Linked DNA regions of Mus musculus: all the other regions are linked to region 1. Evidence: chromatin contacts called from public Hi-C and promoter capture Hi-C data. All regions are on one chromosome and are shown on one strand. Each heading gives the region's core, a stretch centred on a gene start, on an enhancer-like site or on the middle of the called end of the contact. The rest is flanking DNA. Distances are from core to core; before and after follow the strand shown. Region 1 holds the start of Cyrib (CYFIP related Rac1 interactor B). Region 2 holds the start of Sqle (squalene epoxidase). Region 3 holds the start of Trib1 (tribbles pseudokinase 1). Region 4 holds the start of Washc5 (WASH complex subunit 5).

Evidence for each region. Promoter capture Hi-C pulls out the DNA fragments that hold promoters and counts their contacts. Hi-C and Micro-C count contacts between places; a contact is called where the count stands out from the background.
Region 2: a contact with region 1 is called in a promoter capture Hi-C map of pre-B cells. The contact joins the promoter of Sqle here to the promoter of Cyrib in region 1. A contact is called at or near these places in 2 of 39 promoter capture datasets (cranial neural crest and pre-B cells).
Region 3: a promoter capture Hi-C map of pre-B cells shows a contact between it and region 1. The contact joins the promoter of Trib1 here to the promoter of Cyrib in region 1. A contact is called at or near these places in 2 of 39 promoter capture datasets (cranial neural crest and pre-B cells).
Region 4: a contact with region 1 is called in a Hi-C map of B cells, with 5 read pairs. The contact joins the promoter of Washc5 here to the promoter of Cyrib in region 1. A contact is called at or near these places in 3 of 39 promoter capture datasets (cranial neural crest, maxillary cranial neural crest and pre-B cells) and 1 of 484 Hi-C or Micro-C datasets (B cells).

Annotation. Positions count from the first base shown.
Region 1 is chr15:64,058,749-64,061,911 of GRCm38.p6, forward strand. Cyrib (CYFIP related Rac1 interactor B) reads right to left here and starts at 1,700. Exons shown (of 13, transcript NM_001360036.1): 1 at 1,447-1,700.
Region 2 is chr15:59,313,660-59,316,782 of GRCm38.p6, forward strand. It overlaps Sqle (squalene epoxidase), which reads left to right and starts at 1,433. Exons shown (of 11, transcript NM_009270.3): 1 at 1,433-2,470. The coding sequence starts at 2,186.
Region 3 is chr15:59,647,048-59,650,126 of GRCm38.p6, forward strand. Trib1 (tribbles pseudokinase 1) reads left to right here and starts at 1,607. Exons shown (of 3, transcript NM_144549.4): 1 at 1,607-2,475. The coding sequence starts at 2,116.
Region 4 is chr15:59,371,990-59,375,468 of GRCm38.p6, forward strand. Washc5 (WASH complex subunit 5) reads right to left here and starts at 2,198. Exons shown (of 29, transcript NM_153548.3): 1 at 2,052-2,198. It overlaps Nsmce2 (NSE2/MMS21 homolog, SMC5-SMC6 complex SUMO ligase), which reads left to right and starts at 2,209. Exons shown (of 7, transcript NM_026746.3): 1 at 2,209-2,366.

The DNA.
Region 1 (3,163 bases), core at 450-2,949:
CTCTCTCTCTCTCTCTCTCTCTCTCTCTCTCTCTCTCTCTCTGTGACACACACACACACACACACTCATAATCTACAGCATACTTATTACAAAGTGCCTCCAGGAAGAAAGCCTAGCCAGGTGACCTGTTCTGCAGGCTCCACCACAGGAGAAAAAGCCACCTCCCCCAGCCTCCTTCCCAGTTACATGGAGCCCAGGGCCTGGGAAATCATTCCAGCTGGCAACCCTGCCAGCCACCTCCACTGTCATCGCAAAAAAAAAAAAAAAAAAAAAAAAGCTTCCTTTTTCTCCACACTGAATACAACCCTCCAAGAATAGGGAGAGTCTCAATCAAAATCAGAGTGGAAGCTTCCTCAGAGGGAGTCCCTATTTCCTCCAGGGATCCGCGGATTTCTGGAGGCTGAAGTAACAAAACATGGCTCTGGTGATGATGGGGTGGAAGTTAAGGGCAAAGAAGGCAAAAATGAGGAAGCCTACGGGCTCACTTCTCAAAATTTACCAGCCACCAATTCATTTCACAACTATCTATAGGAAGCCTCCCTGTGCTCCCGCCCGGCACGTGTCTTAAGGGATGAAGGCATTAAAGGGGAGGTGACATTCCCACCCTGAACCTCAAGGCCAGGAAACCTAGTCCCATTTACTGCAGGCCAGAACTGAGAGCGGCCCATTTTACAGACACAAGGAGCCGAAAGACCCAGAGAATGCAGACAACTTGGCCAAGGTCACAAAGCTTGTGAGTGGTAGGACCAAGAATTAGACAGAGGTGCACAGCCACGTGACTCTCCCTGCTGCGCCACCTTCACACTCAAGCCCTCCCCCACCCCTCCATTTCTAGCGGCAGGGTGGGGATCTGAGACAACCCCCTAGGGCTCTGCTTGCAAAGGAAGTCCGGGTTCCTCTTTCCTCCCACCCCAGACACAAGACCCACATTCAGAGGACACACGGATTCCTTCCAGACCTACTGTGTGTGCACGACCCCCAGAAAGCCCTGTGGGCTCCAAATGCCTCCACCTCTGAACACTAAACTTCCATTTTTCAAAAAAAAAAAAAAAAAAAAAACTGATAATGATGATGATGATGCCGATGATGATGAAAACATAACGGGCAAAGAGGAAGTGCTGTTTAAACGCCGGCGGGGGTCGGAGCAGAAGGAAGTCAGGCTGGTGCGAGTCTATTCGCCCTTTTGGTTCCTCAATTCAGCCTCCTGGCCTGGAACCCCCACCCCCACCCCCAAAATGAAGTTAGCGGAGGGCAGCGCGGAGCCCGGGTCAGGCCCTGCAGCGCTCACCTGGCCTGCAAGAGGGGTGTGCCCGGGGACAACCACTCGGACCCCGCGCCCCAGCCTCCCAGTGCACAGCGCCCCAGGCGCTCGCTCGCTCCCTCCCTGCAGCCCGGTGAACCAGGGCGGCGACGCCGCAGCAGGCTCCCGGCCGGCCCTGCACGTACCTGGCGGCCCGACGGGCGGGCGGGCGAGCTGGCGGCGGGAGCCTGCGGTGCACACACGCCGCTTCCGGGTCGGCGGCTCGCGCGTCCCCGCCGCAGGTTCGCGAGCGGCCCCGCCGCGGCAGCAAGCGACAGCAGCAGCAGCAAACGGCAGCAGCAGCGGCCCGGCCCCGGCGCGGCCAGAAATCGCTATAAAAGGAAGAGGCGGCGAGGAGGAAGAGGAAGCGCTGTTTACCTTCGCAGCCCAGCCCGGCGCCGCACAAAAGGAGGACGCGACGCGCCGCCCCCCGCGCCCGGGCCCCGCCGCAGCACGGGCCCCGCGTCACCGCGCCCGGGACCGCCCCGCACCGCCCCCGCCCCAGCCCGCACAGTGACCTTGGGCGAGTCCCGGGCGCCTAGGCCCGACCCCCAGGGCGCCGGGTCCCCGCGGCCCCTCCCTCACCTGGGACGAGGGGTCGAGATGCGCTCGGCTCGGGCGCCACCTGCCTGGCTGCCCCTGGACCGCGGGAGCCGGGCAGAAAAACACCCATGGGGTCCAGTGGTGCAAGCCCGGGCACCAATAAAGCAGAGGCGATGCGAGGAGGGGGTCTGGGCTACCCACACGGTCACACGGTCGTCCCAGGACTTGTGATTTAGCGAAGGGGAAACTCCCCAAATACCATCTCCTTGTTGGGATTTTTGGTGTGGGGACCCCTGTCCTTCCCTTTGCCTAGGACATCATTAAGGGGCATTTTCCCCCTCTCCTTTACTCCTCTGCCCTCAAGTCCATGTCATCGTTATCTTGATTTTCAACCAGATTTTTCAGGAATATTTAATGTTCCGTGAAATATCTTTTCCCTGACCTCTAACGTGGTATCAAAAGGGTTACATCCACAACTTTTGCCCCTCCTTCTCATTCTTATCACCCCTCCACCTGTGCTAGGGGCTTGGGGGTACAATATTGGGGACTGATTTACCTTGGACTATTTCATCTTTAACAAAGGGGTGTGTCCAGATTTTCCTTAACCTGGGCCAATTCGGGGAACTTGGGGTTGCTGAGGCCTCCAGGACGGTTCTCAGGGAATTTTTTTGATTGCAAAAAAACTTTGTAGTGCTGGGTAGAGCCACTCTGATGATGAAAGCTTGCTTGCACTGGGACAAGCGAGAAAGGGTGTGTGGCCCACTTGGCATAGCAAACCCAAAGGGAAAGCAGAAGTGCTTTCTAGAAGTCTCTGGAGGTTTTTAGGCCAAGGGAAGAATTGCCTGGGAGGCTAAGGGCCTGAGTTCAAGTCCTCCCTGACCATTGCACTTCATGACCCTGGTCCAACATCAGAGCCTGCCAGGGCATCAGAACTCTTGGCTCTGGGGAGCAGATGCCATCTTAACAGTGTAAGAAGTGGTCTGAATATTGAATCAACGGTCAGCTATAAAGTTGAGGGGACAGCAGAAGAGGTTTTAAACCTGGGCACAGCAGAGAGCATGCAAAATGGGAGGGCCTCAGTCTGGAAGTTCAGAGTGAACCAGGTGCCAGAGGCTGTGCCCACCTCACTTAGCTCTCACCACAGTCCATGAAGCAGCCTGCCCAGAGTTACACATGAAGAGGCTGAAGCAGGGACAGATGGCATCAGCCTGAGGTCATGCCTATCACATACCAGAGGAGCCAGGCAAGCACCCAGGTTGTGTCACTTGAAGCCCAAGGACGTGCCCAGTCTGAGCCATGTGAAATGGAACAGACTGTAAT
Region 2 (3,123 bases), core at 183-2,682, 4.7 Mb before region 1:
ACATTTGGCAAGGTTAAGACTCATTTAAGTTGCCTAGAATTTCAGCTTATTGTTGGTTGGACTTAGGAACATGGAGAGACCCTCATTAGGAATGTGGTGTTAGGGCCAGAGAGATGACTCAGCTGTTAAGAGCAATGGCTTCTATGAGAGGTCCACAGTTCAAGTCCTAGTGCTCGAATGGCTGCTTACAACTGTTACTGTAGTCCCATGGGATCCAGTGCCTTCTTCTAAAGTGCAGCCATACATGTAGACAAAATACATAAGTAAACAAATCGAAAGGAAGGAAGAAATGTGGAGCTAGATAGAGTTGGCTGTGCCTGCTGCAAAGGGTTGGTAGGATACAGTTCTGTGAGACTTACTTCTTTCATTATTAAAGGATAAACGGGTTAAACAACTGTACCTGTTTGAATGACTTAAAAAAAAATCGCAGAAACTAATAAAGATATCTGAGAAGTGTTTAGGGTGAGACCTAAACCATAGATAACTAAGAACTCAACGAAAGCTTGATAATTAAATGGTACTGTCGAGTCTGAAATTCGGTTACATGACAGTAGCTGTGGATAGTATAAAATGATGTTGTTAGTCTCATGAACGACGGCAGATAAACTGCTCGGTTACTTCTGTAACAGAAAGGTAATGCCATTCTTGCAAGACTGCTGTAAGGGTTGAATGAATGTTTGCAACGCTCTGGCATAGTGCTTAAAACATAAAATGATCTTATTAAACAGTTTTGGGATTGCTGTTGATTAGGACATTTTTTTTTTTTTTCCTTTCTCATTCTTTCTTTAACCCGAGAAGGATTTCACTGTGTATCTCTGACTGGTCTGGAACACGCTATGCAGATCAAGCTGGCCTCAAACTCACAGAGATCCTCTTGCATCCCGAGTTCTGGGATTAAAGGCGTGATCCATCTCCACCTACTGACTTCTCTCATTTTCTTTAGTCCTCGTCCACTAATTATGGCAGGTTCGCCGGCGTGTCACGTCCTCCTCGCCTTTCTAGCCCGTGATCATCCAGTCCGCCCGGATGACTCCTGTAGCTCTCTTGCGTTTGAGCCACCAGGAGCCACCAAGAGTTCCTCCAGAGCGAGCTCCACCCTCCGCAGGTGGGGCCTGAGGACCCCGCGGCGGCCAGGCCGAGCGGGCACCGCCCCATTCACCCACCGGCCCCGCGCCCACCCCACGCACCCGCCCCGCACCACGCAACATCGCCCTAGCGCCTCTGCGACTGGCGCCGCGCGGAGTGCGCCGCCCGCCATTGGACAAACGCTCTATAGCGCCATCTCAGCCTACCGCGCGGTGCGCGCTCTCATTGGTTCGGACGGCGTGGGAGGCGGGGTCCGCTCAAGGGGCGGTGCCGGGCCGGAGCCCCGCCTCCCGGTCCCTGGGCTGGGCCGAGCCCGCCGGGCGGCTGAAGCGCGTGGGGCCGGGTTGCGAGCGGGGCGCGCAGCGGTTACTCTGGTTACTGTCCGCGAGGGATGCTGGGGACCCGGCGGGCAGGAGCCTTCGCCTCGCTCTGAAGGACGCTCATCCGAGACAGCCATTCACTCTCGAGGAAGGCAAGTGTCGGTCGGACAGGTTCCCGGCCGTGACTTCGGGGCTTGCTTGAGGAGGAATCTCCAAGGGAGGGCTGAGCTGCCAGGCTGCCGCCGCGCTTCGGGACGCCGTGGCCATCTTTTGTTGGAGAAGGCTGCCGGGGCAGTGTTGCTAAGGGCAGCTTTCCCAGCACCCAGATCCTTCTACGCTCCCGACTCCTTCCTACCGAGCACCTGCTGCTGGTGACAAAAGACCGTTTACAGCCAGGCGAGCGGACATCGAAGTATACAGCCACATTCGCACCCCTCAGCCCAATAGAGAGGCCCGTGTCCATCAGTTGGCTGAATGAAGAAGTGTGTAATCAGGAGCCGTTGGGGTAGGCAGGCTTTAAATGCTGCCTTTTAAGATCTGGACAACTTAAGATACATTTGCACTCTCAATGATTTCAAAAATTGATCACATCTGACTCGTGATCCTGAAACTATTTATTGGAAGAAGTTCGACCGGTTGCCCCGAACCCCTTTGAGAACTACATTTTGGGGACATTTTAATCACTGAAGACCTTCCGAGGAAAAAAGACCCCCCCAAGAGACCCCCAAAACACAAAATCCTCAGCCTTGGCTGGTGCCACCAAAGAAGCCTTTTGAGCCATGTGGACTTTTCTTGGCATTGCTACCTTCACCTATTTTTATAAGAAATGCGGGGATGTCACCCTGGCCAACAAGGAGCTCCTGCTGTGCGTGCTGGTGTTCCTGTCGCTGGGCCTGGTGCTCTCCTACCGCTGTCGCCATCGACACGGGGGCCTCCTTGGCCGCCATCAGAGCGGCGCCCAGTTCGCTGCCTTCTCGGATATTCTCTCTGCTTTGCCTCTTATTGGCTTCTTCTGGGCCAAGTCACCTGAATCAGAAAAGAAAGAACAGCTGGAGTCCAAGAAGGTATGCCTGATGCCACAGTGGGCAAATGAATGGGATCGTATTTTAAACTTCAGATCGAGGTCACTGAAGTTTATGGTTTCTTTAAAAGTCACGAAAGTGGTGGCTTAGAAGCGTCAGTGTTCTCATTTGATTGCGTTTCTTAAAGTTCTGGACTGTGTTGTGGCTGTGCTCTTAGGGAAGATGAAAAGCATTTGTTGTGTGAACCTCAGGGATTGGGTGTTGATTTTGGTAGGAAATGTTAGAATTTCATTTGGGAGACAGACTCACTGTGGCTTTTAATTTAAAATCCCTGGGTAAGGATGATTTTTGTTCCTGACAAGGGAGAATTTGTGTGGCAGGTAAGGCTACTTATAAATGTGATGGCAGACAGTGGAAAGTGACAGCAATTTGAAAAGCAATAAAGATGCCTAACACTTTAAAGTTTTGGGCAGAAATCCGTCCCCCACTATCTATTGAAGCAATTAGTCAGCGCAGTCCGCTCCTAAGTTGAGTCAGAGCTGAATGACAGGCTTACGTTAGAGACTGGATCTTTAAATATTTGTGGTGCCATTAATTACTTCGAGGGAATGATGGGGCCAGTGGTAGGTGATGAGAGAGGAACAGGGCGGCAAGTCAGATCACGTAGGACCTACTAGCCAGGGATATGTGAACTT
Region 3 (3,079 bases), core at 357-2,856, 4.4 Mb before region 1:
TAAGGAGCCCGCACGCCCCTGGGCCACAACTGATGCCAATTATCATTACTGTCTCAATTTAAGTCTCCTAATCCCCAGCGCCTAACTAACCCTTGGAGATGCTTAATTAGCGTTTGTTGAATGACTGGAGAATTAATGATGAAAAGGATTTATTCTTGGGTTTGACCTGGTTTTAGAAAATTAATTATTCAGCATAATTGCAAGAAAGGATTTTGATAATAGGCATCTATGCTAAGTGAGGATCCAGAGACTCCAAACTGACCTGGTTTGCGAAAGAAGTGGGGGGGGGGGGGACCAAACAAAACCCAGCAACACAAAATGTGACTGCAAGCTGTTTCCAGGGAGCAAGGTCAGCCAGTTTCAAGAGCACACAACTCAAACTATATGAAAGTATACATGCGACCTTGTCCGCGTGCAGATGGTATCCCTGGCAGTGAATAGAATGACCCGTACCCCAGTATCCAATACTCCTGGCCGCACTGGCGCCCTAGACCCTCGGGCGCGCATTGCAGGCGGGAGGGGACAGGAATCTGGCGCCAGCCACGTGGGCCCCTTCCGCCAGTTCCCCACATCCTTTGTTTCCCACCGGCCGGAGCTCAGGAAGCTCTTTCGGCGAGTCACCGCGAAGGGGCGGCCCAGGAGCTTGGAGAGGCTATTTCCGTGCAATCCGGGCGGGCGGCAGGCGCGGGAGGGGCGTGGAGGTGGAGGCAGAGCAGAAGGCCCAGTGTTTGCTTTTATTTCATCCAACAGAAGGTTCTATTTGTGGAAGCGAACAGACGCTGGGGATTAGAGTTGGGAGGGGGCAGGAAAAGAGGGGAAGAAAAAAAAAGCCACATTCACTACCACGCACAGGTCTTCCCCGGAACTACCGCGTGGGGGTGAATGACTGATAATGGAATTCATCACCTTTCCTCTCGCCCCTTCCTCCGGCTGCAGCCGCGACTCGACGGCGCCCACAGCTCCACCGGGAGCTCCCCAAAGTGCAGAACGGCGGGGAGGGGGGGACCCACTAGGATAAAGGCGTGACCACTGGGTCTCAGCCAGCTGCCGGTGCGCAGCCAGGAGGTGCGCGCGCGGCCGCCGGGAGCTCGGTGCTCCATTGTGTTGTGTGAATGATGCGCGCGCACCAATCAGCGGTCGTTTCGCCCCTGCTGCCCCGCCCCTCCCGCCCACTTCCCCGGGAACCTGACGTCACGGGAGCTTTGCCTCCGCCCCCTCCCTGGGCTACGGGCCCGCGGGCCTGCGGTGGGGCGCGCGCAGCCTGCTGCCCAGCCCAACCCGGGGGGCGTGTGCGCGCGCCCAAGGCGTCCCAGGACGTTCCCACCTGCGCCTCGGCGCGCGCGGTCAGGAGCATCCCCAGGCCTCCAGCCACCCCTTACAGTTCCAGCCTCCAACTCCACCTCCCCTCCCCCCTAGTCTCCTCCCTCCGCTCCGGTGACTGCAAGCCGGGCGACGGGGCCGGAGTCGTCGCAGCCACCTCATTGCACAACCCGGCTTCCCAACTGTTTACACAGCCCGGGCTGTGAGTGTGTGTGTGTATACAGCGTGAGTCACCGGGAGGCGGAGGAGGTGGAGGAAAAGGAGAAGGAGTGCACTGGCCGGGATCAGTGCGGCACACACACTCATAGTCGGTCACTCTCTCTCTCTCTCCTGGAGCGCGTCTCGCTCGCTCACACGCCTGGAGCCCAGGAGCGCGCAGGATTCCGAGCGGCGCGGAAAAGTTGTACCGGCTTTTACGCCAGACTAATTGCTTTGGGAAGTGCGTTTGCTCGGAGAAGCCGAGGAGCCTGTGGAATCCTGTCCTCGAGGCTCAACACCCGGGAACTCGGGCCGTCTCCACGTCCCGGACTATCCACAGCCTCGGCAACAATAGCGGCGGCCACCGCCAACGAGGCGCCCAGACCTGGTGCCTGTGGGGGTCTGGAGACCTTAGCCGGCCTCCCACCCTTGGACGCGTGGCCAACGTGGTTCTGGTGGACAACGCCAGCGTCCTGGAACGGCTCCTCTTGGGGACCGATCCAAGCTCTATCTGCAAACTCCATCCCGCCGACTGGAAGAAGTCACAGCGCAGATCCAGGGATTTACAAAGCCGGGGCCGCTCCGGCCAGGGCCGCGATGCGGGTCGGTCCCGTGCGTTTTGCCCTGAGCGGCGCCTCGCAGCCCCGCGGTCCGGGTCTACTGTTTCCGGCTGCCCGGGGAACCCCGGCCAAACGCCTGCTGGACACGGACGACGCGGGGGCAGTGGCGGCCAAGTGTCCGCGCCTCTCTGAGTGCTCGAGTCCCCCCGACTACCTCAGTCCCCCTGGCTCGCCCTGCAGCCCTCAGCCTCCGCCCTCCACGCAGGGGACCGGCGGCAGCTGTGTGAGCTCACCCGGGCCCAGCCGAATCGCCGACTACCTGCTGCTACCCCTAGCTGAGCGCGAGCATGTGTCCCGGGCACTGTGCATCCACACCGGCCGCGAGCTGCGCTGCAAGGTAAGCATCCTGGGGCGGAGGTTGCGGGTCTGGATCGTCCACAGAAGTGCCTAGGTTCCGGCCCACCGGGATCACAGTCCCGCCAGCGCTTGGGTTTGGCAGAGCAGATAAGGGCGTTTAGTTGGATAAGGAGGGTATTTTGGTCAGCTTCGTGTTTTTGGAGGTTGAGTGCTTTCCTGTGGAGTGTTTTTTGGTGAGGGTTAGGCGGTCTAGAGGAAGTGCAGGGTTCAGTTCTTTTATCTCTGTTCTTTTCTTTGGCGCTCTGTATTGCTAGCGCGTGGCGTTCCATTTAAGTTTGGAATTGCAATGGGTTCCAGGGCCATGCCATTGCCCTGCTCTCATCCCCCTCCTCCCCCTGTCCTGGAAGGACGCCCTGCAGTGTGTGCCTCCTCGGGACTTGGAGCAACTGGCAAGCTCTTTGCGCGAGGCTCGCGGCATGGGTTCTGTATAGACCAAGTCGGGCTTCTTTTTACCTAGGGGTTTCTGGGCTTGAACTCCTGTTGGGACCAGCATACAGCCCACCCCAGGAAGTGTTGGGATGGGGTGGTCTTAAGCGTGGGAAGGCTTCTGGCCAGCATCGGAGTATTGGAAAACTTCCAGAGGC
Region 4 (3,479 bases), core at 948-3,447, 4.7 Mb before region 1:
CCCACTTAGCTACATCGTCATCCATCGCCTTCTAGGAAGCCAGCTTCGTTTTCAGCATCAGGAGCACTCACATTTGTACGTCCCTTTGTGTTGCTATCAACAGTTAGGGAGATGATGAATAAAATAGAATACTTCTGGGGTTTCTGAGTGATGAACCTTATTAAAGTTTTATCAATGGCCACAGAACAACACCAGGATAACCAGGAGGAGTCCCAGTGAGGATCCAACACTGATGGTGTCACAGAGGCCAGAGACCAATGACTCACTGTGATGAACATTTGCAAGTGAAAATGTGTGGAGAGAGGGATATACTGTGAGACACACTACAGCTTCCACAATGAGATGTTTCTCTATGCTGTGTGTGTGTTTTGGAGGAGGGGCTGTAAGAGCAAAAGGTGAGAGGATGAGGAGATAAGTGGGACTGGGATGCATGATGTGATTTGTGATGATTCACAAATAATAAAACGTTTTGAAAAATGACAACCTCTACTTTCATATTAGCCTTCTAACACTCAACTGATAAATAATTTAATAGTGTGGCCTTAGCTGCAGACCAAGCACTGTTTTAGGATCTGAAGATACAGTAGTGCAGAACCCTGAGCTCCAGTTATCATGATGTCTATACACTACTGAGAGCAGGAGACATAAGTTAGCCAACACATACAAAGAGCACTTGCAAACACCAGTACTCTAACTCTGGGTTGAACTGAATTGTTAATGGCACGGAACAGAACCACAGATCTTAATTCCCTTCTTAATATTACTTTATAGGTTACAAAGTATGGCAGCTTTAGTTTTAGGATCTTGGCATGTAACTTTTTTTTTTTTTTTTTTTTTTTAAATAGGAAGAACCCCTTGTCAAAGGAACGTGTTTTCAAGAATGGCATCTGTTACCCAGTAAGTACAGAACAAAATATCTTTAGAAAATTAAAGTGTAGAGGACAAAAGCAGATGGATTTTTTCTTCTTTTCACAAAACCTCAGATCCCTAAAGAAAGCAGTCTCAAATCCATAACAGAGGCTGTCCCAGAAAAGTTCTGGAATAAGCTGGATCACCCCAATGTGACTCATGAATTTTTAAAATTATATTTATTTTGTGTCCATTGGTGTTTTGCCTGCATGGATGTCTGAGGGTGTTGGATCCCCTGGATCTGGAGTTATAGATAGTTGAGAGTCACCACATGGGTACTTAGAATTGAACCCGGGGCCTCAGGAAAAACAAACAGTCTTAGCCACTGGGCCCATCTCTCAAGTCCTGATTCATTAATTCTTAACATCTAAGACAACTTTCCTTCCTGACCTTTTAATACATGTTGTGGTGACCCCAACCATAAAATCATTTTCATTGATACTTAGTAACTATAATTTTGCTACTGTTAAGAATCATAATGTAAACGTTTATGGAAACAGGTTTGCTAAAGGGGTCATGAAACCCACAAGTGAGAACAGCAGACCTAAGGAAAGAGTCCCTGGCTGTGGTTAGAGATAATAAAACTCCTTCACTATCCCTCATCTATATAGAAATCAAGAGTCCAACTTTTCTTTTCTTTTTTTATGAGTCCAACTTTTAAATTTCCTATCATAGAAGAATCAGGACCCAGTAGAACTACCTGCCCCCAATACAAGGACTACAGCACCATGTCTCAGGTGAGGGAGACTAGGGTATAGAGGAACGACTTGCACAAACTCACAGTGAGCGACAGGACTTTTATTCCCCCCCCCACCCCCCCCCCCACCCCCCCGCGCGCTCTCGCCCATCATCACTCCAGTGACTACTTGATTTTCTGGAGAGTAAGTGCAAGATCAGCCACATTAGCAAGGCACCGCTCCGAGAAACTTGCAAGCTCAGCTATGGGCCAAGTAGCTGAGCATCACCCCAAAAGCTTCAAAGAAGCATGCAAGAGCGATTTCCATGAAGGCGTGGGTGAACATCAGGCGTGCAACCCCAACCCTGCAAGCCCTAGGTTTTCCCGTTGGCTCCGGGGACAGTACCGGACGTGGCCCACGGGGGAAGGAATGGACCTCGAACCCGCAGGCCCGCCTCCGACTCACCTGTCAGCCGTCCGACGCTGGCCGCGTGGACTGGGCGCCCCGGTCCCCGTCTCCCACCCCAGGGATCCCCCTAGAGTCCCGGGCCGCAGAGCGTCAGCTGCCGGGACCCGGGTTTCTGTCCTGGAGTCCCTAGCCCGTCACGTGACCAAGGGGCGGCGGCCCGGGCCCGGGCATCATGTGATCGCTCGCGGGCGCCAAGTGATGACGCAGAGCGCGCGCGGGTCGTTTCAGCCACAGAAGTGGGCTGAGGAAAGGAGTCGGGGTCTGGGCGTGCGACGTTCGGCTAGATATCACCGAGCTAGGTGGGACAGCCAGGTAAGATCCAGGAGGAACCGTGATAGGGGTCTAGCCGGCGTTGTCGCCTCCCTCTGTGCTCTGGGGACCTGGGCCTGAGCCTCTTCACCCGCAGCAACTAGACGGAGGCGGGTTATGCTCACATATGATCACAGGTTATGTGATCAAAACAAAACAAACTGTTTAGAACTGACTTTTGAAACTGAGGCATGAACAGGTAGCTCAGATGGACTCAAGGCCACAGGTGCCATTTCACTTCTGCAGGTGAAGGGATGTGGTAGCCTCGGTGTGAAAAAAGAGGGGGGAAGCGGGGCGGGAGGCAACCTTCTTGGGCACGGGCATGTTGGTGGTGACCCGGAAATGGTAGTAGTTTTTATTATTACTTTGGTAACTTAACGGATTTAGTCCTGCTCATTTCATTTTTGTGAGGCGACGTTTTATATCTTCTAATGCATGTTCCAGTTTAAGGAGATCCCAGCATGAAGGAATGGTAGAAGTCGGCAATTAGCCGTATTAAGTTATATAGTAGAGATGTGTGTTAGGAACTGAGAAGGCGTGTGGAAGAGGAGGAGCCGTGGGCGAGGGAAGGTTTCAGAGAGAAGGGTGTATGCATGCTGAAAACGGAGACACTTCAACTCTTGTCGTATGAGATCACCTTGGATTTAAAGGCGGTCGAACTTTTGGTTTGCTCTATGCCTACTGTAATGCTGTGCAGAAACGTGTTTTCCTATTTAAAACTGGCTTAACTTGACAGCAACTCTTTCATGAATATAAGGGAAGCAAAATAGTGTGCTGAGCCCAATAACTTGGTGAGACTTCAGGAAGTGCTTAACTTTGTTGTAGATTGTCTTGGAGGCTATAGGTACTGGTAACAAAAAGATCGGTGTTATTGGAAAGAGGATCCAAGAAGGGGTTGGTGTAAATCAGTGTTTCTTAACTAATGTGATGATTACGCTTTGTCTTCAGATGATTCCTTGTGGTGAGAGACTGTACTGTACTTGCTAGAATTCTATCAATTCCATAGATGCTGGTCTGTGACACCCCCCAACCCCCCTCCAGTGCCACAGTCAAAAATGCCCCCACGTGATGTTAGAAGTTCCCTGGGGGAGGTGTTAAACCTCCAAACCCTAGGTT